Linked DNA regions of Mus musculus: region 2 is linked to region 1. Evidence: chromatin contacts called from public Hi-C data. All regions are on one chromosome and are shown on one strand. Each heading gives the region's core, a stretch centred on a gene start, on an enhancer-like site or on the middle of the called end of the contact. The rest is flanking DNA. Distances are from core to core; before and after follow the strand shown.

What was found. Hi-C and Micro-C count contacts between places; a contact is called where the count stands out from the background.
Region 2: a Hi-C map of the G1E-ER4 cell line shows a contact between it and region 1, with 5 times the contacts expected there. The contact joins two enhancer-like sites. A contact is called at or near these places in 1 of 484 Hi-C or Micro-C datasets (the G1E-ER4 cell line), 2 of 115 datasets of contacts at active chromatin or transcription factors (bone marrow-derived macrophages and embryonic stem cells) and 1 of 9 other capture datasets (adipose tissue).

The regions. Positions count from the first base shown.
Region 1 is chr7:97,182,612-97,185,734 of GRCm38.p6, reverse strand. All of the region lies in intron 1 of Gab2 (growth factor receptor bound protein 2-associated protein 2), which reads right to left. Among named protein-coding and RNA genes, the nearest start is that of Gab2, 100 kb to the right of the region's middle. Within about 2 kb of position 1,539, at least 39 of the 459 cell types and tissues checked have an H3K27ac peak or open chromatin away from gene starts, as enhancers often do. A contact at or near this core is called in the G1E-ER4 cell line, where this site is marked.
Region 2 is chr7:97,343,992-97,347,451 of GRCm38.p6, reverse strand. It overlaps Kctd21 (potassium channel tetramerisation domain containing 21), which reads right to left. Exons shown (of 2, transcript NM_001039039.3): 2 at 1-159. The coding sequence starts at 130. Among named protein-coding and RNA genes, the nearest start is that of Kctd21, 13 kb to the right of the region's middle. Within about 2 kb of position 1,636, at least 50 of the 459 cell types and tissues checked have an H3K27ac peak or open chromatin away from gene starts, as enhancers often do. A contact at or near this core is called in the G1E-ER4 cell line, where this site is marked.

The DNA of each region.
Region 1 (3,123 bases), core at 290-2,789:
TTGCATTTTAATTTACACAACACATTTATTACACAAGTGTCCTGGGGCCACTACAAAGTGAAAACAAAACATCTGTATAGAAGAGTTTTGCATGTCTCATTGATCCCCTTCAATATAAATCAAACTACACCTCCCCCAACACACAAAGTAACTGAGAACACAGGGAAGATTGTAAAGAATCATGGTCCAACATACAATAAATTTCTAAATTCTAGTCCTAGATAGATGAGTAGTTATGGTTTGGATTTTAAATATCCCTCAAAAGTTCATGTGTTGAAGACTAGTCCACAATGTAGCAGTGTTAAAAAAAACATAGTGAAGTACTTTTGTGAGAGTTCCCATAGATTAATGAGCTGATGAGAGGTGGTAGAAACTTTAGGAGGTGGGACTGGTTGGAAGAAGTAGGTCACTCAGGGTGTATACCTGAAGGGTTTTATTTTGTCTATATCTTTTCTTCTTTCTCTTTAGCTTCCTGCTCACCAGACTATGAACAGCTCTGCTCAACCACAAATGCCATGCTTTTGTTTTGTCTCACTACAAGGCCCAAAGTCAACAGTAAGTAAGCATGGACTAAAAGCCCTGAAACCATGAGCTTGGACTTTCATCTGAGGCATTTTCTGACTTATTTGGCTTCAAGATTTAAGTATATCAAGTTCAATGTAATTCACCCACAAATGTATAAAGCTTGAAGGGGAGGCAGTATTAAAAAGAACCATTGAGAATCAGGCTGGTATCACTAAGGCACTTGACACAGGACTTCCAAGTAAAGCAGGCCAGTCACTAATATCACAGCAATCCAGGGAAGAAACACAATGTTGGTACTTGCTACACTTTCCCCCAAAGAAATAATACCCAGAAAGTATGTTACTACAGTGACAAAAACATGACATATGAAGATAACCACTGGCATCTGAGAACTTCCGTGATGTGTCAATACTACACCACACTCCCCAGTATTGGTTTTTAAACACTCATGGCAATTAGGAGGTGGGACTAGTTGCTACCTTAATTTACAGATGAACTAATTCAGTTGATGAAGTGGTTAAACATCTTGCTTCTTTAAGCACCTAGGTAAAAATGCCAGTTTGATCTCAGGTTAGCTATGTGACCTTAGGCAAATCCCTCAGTTTTTCTGGACTCCTAATCCTAAAAATGAGATAAAGTTTCTCTTGTCACTCACCAAATGTTGTCAGGGATTACATGATATACAGAAAACCAAAATGTAAAGAGCCTATTAAAATGTTGTATCTTGTTTCAACTACACTGCAGTTGCTGGTGGGAAGAGGCCACGCCATACATTTTTTAAATTTCTGAAAGTAAGACTATATTTGTATGCTGATAAAAATTATTAAGCCATCTTTGATCCATCTGCAGAGCCCCCATTTCCTTATCAAATGGCATGTGTGAACTTGTATGACAGCCATGAAGTCTTAGGAAGGAAGTAGTTCCTGAAAGGTATGGTGGTTAAAAGAGCACTTATGAGGCTTATGGTCACAAGAGTGGGAACTAACACAGCAGCAGGAGGGGAGTGGCAGCAGATAAGCCAAAGACAACTTGCTTCAGACAGACAGCAGAATGATAAGATGAATGATAGAAAGACCATGTTGGCAAGAGTGCAGTCAAAGATAAATTAAGGAATGCAGATGGCTGTTACCACAGCGCAGAAACAACAGAAAGACCAAATGAAGGTAGGAACAATGGAAAATCAGAAAGAAAGCTCTTTGTGCTTCAGCAGCTTACACAAAGGCAGGAGTTGGGTGCAAACTCCAGAAGGTTGGCTCCTACACTCTGTGAACCTTGAGCCATACTCTTATTTCTAAAGAGTTTTTTTTTTTTTTTTCTAATTGTGAATGCTTCTGATCTAGGGCTTTCACTCAAAGGAAGGAAACTGGCATAGCAGTTAATCTGTCTCAGCTGCTGTGCTGTCCTCCACCCCATTTTCAGAAATAATGGGAAGCAGCACTGGGAAAAGAAGCATCTGGTTGCAGTGAAGATCCATTCCTCCCTGGGCGGGAGCTGCCGTCTCATTCTTGGAAATCACAACAATCAAGAATGGAGAATCATTCTTTCATCCCTTCTCACAGCATTATCCCAGCGACCTCATCCCTAACAATGGCATGGTTTGTGTTATGCCTTCTCTCCATCCCTCCCCTCTCCACTCATGCACAACAGAGATGCTATGCTCCAGGGGCCACAGAAGTTCACTTCTGACAGTCTACAAGGGTCAGGATGCTCCTGCAGAAGGAGCTGTCGGCAGATAAGATGGGAAAAGATCTAGTATTAACTAAGAGGAATGGGAAGGATTGTTTTTCTATAACCAGCAAAAGAATTTAATGACTTCCGGAGTGGAAAGTGAGATTTAAAAAGAAATTCTTTCATGTTGTTCAAGGCTATCTGTTGGTACACTGTGCTTGAAAAATAATCTAGTTATTTCAAGATTTTTAAAGATGTTCACTTCTCCTTTTACTCAACATTTATTATTTCCAACAACTGGTATTAAGGAAATAATTCAAAAGAAAAAAATGACATACACATAAAAATCTTTATTGTAACACATTTAGGGAGAAAACATGGTAGTTTCTGTTCTATATTTTTCTCCCTCATGGATATCCCTTTCTAACTTACCCTCAAGCTTTAGAATGTTTGGGGCTGAAAAGTTGGCTGGATCAGTAAAGTGCTTGTGCTATAAGCATGAAAATCTGAGTTCAGACTCCTGGCACCCATATAAAAGCTGGGTATGATGGCACAAGTCTGTAACTTTTCCAGAAAAGGAAGATCACTAGGGGTCACTGGCCAACTAGACTAGCTGAATCACTGAATCCCCAGGTTCAATAAGAGACTATCTAAAAAATATTGTTGGAATCAAGAAGTATACTTAATATTGACTTTGGGCCTCTACATGTATCCAAACAAATACATTTCACTCCACTCACTCCACTCCACACACACACACACACACACACACACACACACACACACACACACACACACACAGAGAGAGAGAGAGAGAGAGAGAGAGAGAGAGAGAGAGAGTAAAGAACATAATATTGATGTTATGGCTCTTGACAGAAGCAAGTATGATAAAAATTAGAAACTTTTCCACAATGTAAAGAAGATGTACTA
Region 2 (3,460 bases), core at 387-2,886, 160 kb before region 1:
GGCTGTCCCTCTTGGTGGGCATCTTCCCACTGAACATGGCCCCCAGCATGGAGTCGGGGAAGCTGGTCAGGGTTGCCAGTGAGGTTGTGTAGAGCTTCCCCCCAACATTCAGTGTAATGGGGTCAGACATGGTAGGAGGCTGGGTGCCTGGAAATAGTTCTAGACGGGTAAAATAAGAAATGATTATTAGCCGGGCGTGGTGGCGCATGCCTTTAATCCCAGCACTCATGGCAGAGGTAGGCGGATTTCTGAGTTCAAGGTCAGCCTGGTCTACAAAGTGAGTTCCAGGACAGCTAAGGCTATACAGAGAAACCCTGTCTCGAAAAACCAAAAAAAAAAAAAAAAAAAAAAAAAAAAACCAAAAAAAAAAAAAAAAAAACCCAAAAAAGATTATTACCCAGCCATATCTACATAGTCACAGTCCTTAACTCCTAAGTACAGATCAAGCCTTCAGTGAGGGAACCGTGTACCAATGACTGGGGAATGGCTGATAACTGCCATGGTGTGTACAGCATGCTAAACTCACAAGGGAAGACACACACACTTGCACACACGGCCTGTGTGCTCAGCACTCGGAGGAATCTTTGAAAAGCTTCCTTGGTGAGTTCAAATGTTCACTGAGGCCAGAGAGCCACTGGTCTGTGGAAGAAAGGAAAGTGTGTCTGAGACAGAACTCCTTGAATTTTTTAAGTGAATATTAATTTGCATATGTAACAGTCCTGTCGCCTTTGACACAGACAGTCGTTATCCACTCTGACTGCAGACAAGGATGGGGGAGGGGCAGGACTCCTGGCTGAGAGAAGTGCGAGCTTTGGCAGGATTCACACTCAGGTTCCTGGCTAGAGAATGTTCTCTGACGTACTTAACCAATGCCTTATGATGGGCTCAGTATTCTCTCCCCATCAGTGCTGATCTGAAGAGAATTATTTTTCTCTTTCAAATTACAAACAGTTGTAACTAGAGCCATTTCCTATCTACCAGAACGATCACGGATCACTTAGTTTTTGGCCTCCAAATGACAATCTTTTCTGGACATCCCCCTGCCCCCCCTCCCCCCAGCACACCAACCCACTCTGTCATGAAGATGCTCATCTCGCCCCTCAGCTATCTGAAGCTGACCGCAGAGCAGTGCTGCTTCCTGCAGGAGCTTTACCCTTTACTGAAGATGGCTCAGTGGTCAGCGTATTTATTGCTCTTACAGAGGACTGGGGCTCAATTCTCAGTAATCTCATTGGGGCTAACTGCCTGAAACTCCAGTCCCAGAGGATCTAATACCCTCTTGTAGCCTCTGAGGGCTCTGCTGACCTGCATGTGCTGCACAGACATACATGCAGGCAGAATATTCACACATATACAATAAAAATAAAGAAAATATTTTTGAAAGATGGTAAAAATACTTCTCACTGCCTTATAGCCTCCAGCATCTAGGGCGTTAGTTTCCTTTAACTGGAAGCCGTGCATCTAAAATCTTTTTAAGGTTGTAGAGAGCATGAGCTCTCTAGAGAGTATGTATACCCTCCCTTTCAGCTTCTACAGGAAACCTGTAGACTGAGCTCAGCAACATTACCCTGGCAGTGGAGCTAGGGAAACAAGGCAATAAGCCTCAGATCTGCCCTAAGGAAGAACCTATGCTGGTGGGAGTAGGGGGAGGGCAGCCAGGAGACAGTGAAGGTGCGATGACAAGACAGATGCACAAAGAGCTGTGTGTGTGTGTGTGTGTGAATCCTGGCACAGCAGGGAACATCCTGCTAAACTGGCTTACTGCCCAGACTGGGAAATGGGTCCGTGGAGGTGTGGGGATGGGATAGCAGGGGCAGAAAACACTTCTCTGTATATCTCTATTTGAAGAGGGTATATACTTGAGACCCTCTTTCTCTCCAGAGATGGAGCCAGGATGGACCAAGAGGCTTAGATGCTTTGTGCATCTGGGTGGGGGAATGTCCCCTTTCAAGTCCTCCTCAGTCTAATGGGGCGTTCTGATTCTGCAGAAAAGCATGAACCATCTGGAGTGTCTGAAGAGCAACCAGCCCACGGTGAAGTTACAAAACTCTTGGCAGAAGCGTGGAACAGATGGGCTGTGAGACACTAGGGAGGCCCAACAGAGCTGGGTGGGCAAGCAGCCGCGGAAGGGGGTAGGGGGAAGGGGCGGAGGCCATCCTTTGGGAACCGCGGCTGGGAAGGGTGCTTGGCCTCACAGTTGAGTCAGGCACAGGCAGGACCCAGGACTGGGTCACCTTTACTCTTATGAACTAATCTAGAATCTTCTCTCTCACCTTCCCCATTTCTGAACTCTTTTTCTTTTCAGACAACAACCTGCATATTTTAGTGCTCTTATCCTTGAGAAATGTCACCCTCTCCCCCAACCCAGCCTTTCTAAAATACTGCACTTCAAGCCTAGGCTTTGGGAAGTAATTTAGTTCCGCAGGCTCAAGGATCAGAGGGGCTGGACTCCAGACAGCCCTCTGTGGTCCTCTGTGGTCCAAAGACTGTATCAGCACCTCCAGGTGTTAGTGCAGAAGTGTAGGGGTGGAGAGGGCCGGGAGACTCCAGGCTTTCCTGGAGATTTACTGGTGGTGCCTAAACATTGTTTCTCTGCTTGCACAAAGTAGCAGAGTATGGTTTCAGGACTATCTGTCCTTTGTCTGGGGAAGGCAACAGTTTTAGTTGGTAGGAGCTGAGGTAGACTTAAGAAGGCAGGCTTCTTGCTCTAACATTGGGAACCCTCTATGGGATCTGCTCCAGACCCACTATGAATTCTTCTTGGCTATCAGCTGCTGAGGTCAAGACCTGGGAGGCTGCCTAGATTCTTCAGAACTACAATGTGTCTTGAAGCCATTTCTGTAAGCACTGTAGGAACTCAGCCTCAGGCCTGCTCCCTCGTCTACACTCTCCATCTTCCCTTGGCTTTACCTTTTGTTTGTTCTCTTCTGGTTCTTAGGCCAGACTTTCCTGAAGCGTTGTTCCCTGTCTAAACCACTTTGTCTGTCCACTCTCCCCACAACCCACCGCTCTCTACATTCTGGGCTCTGCCATTCACCGCACCCACCTGCCCTGCCTGCTACCCACACCCTTTTCACCCTCCATCTTTTCTACTGTCAACGTTTAAGGCCTGAACTAAGAGCCAGTTTATCTGTGAGGCTCTGCCCAAATTCCTATGTTAAGAACTCTCTTCTCACTGGGCATGGTGGTCCATACTTTGAATTCTAGCACCCAGGGAGGCAGAGACAGGAGGATCTCTGTGAGTTCAAGGGAAGCCTGGTCTACATAGTAAGTTCCAGGCCAGCTAAGGTTCCGCAGTGAGTTCCTGTCTGAACAAAAAGCTTTTCTGTGGGCTTCAATCTTGTTCAGTTTGATGGTTCAAACCTGTAATCTTTGATAGTTGAGAGCTAAAACAGGAGAATTATAAGTTCAAGGTTAGGACAGTCAACTTAGTTAGGTCCCTGTCTTATAATAAAAAAAA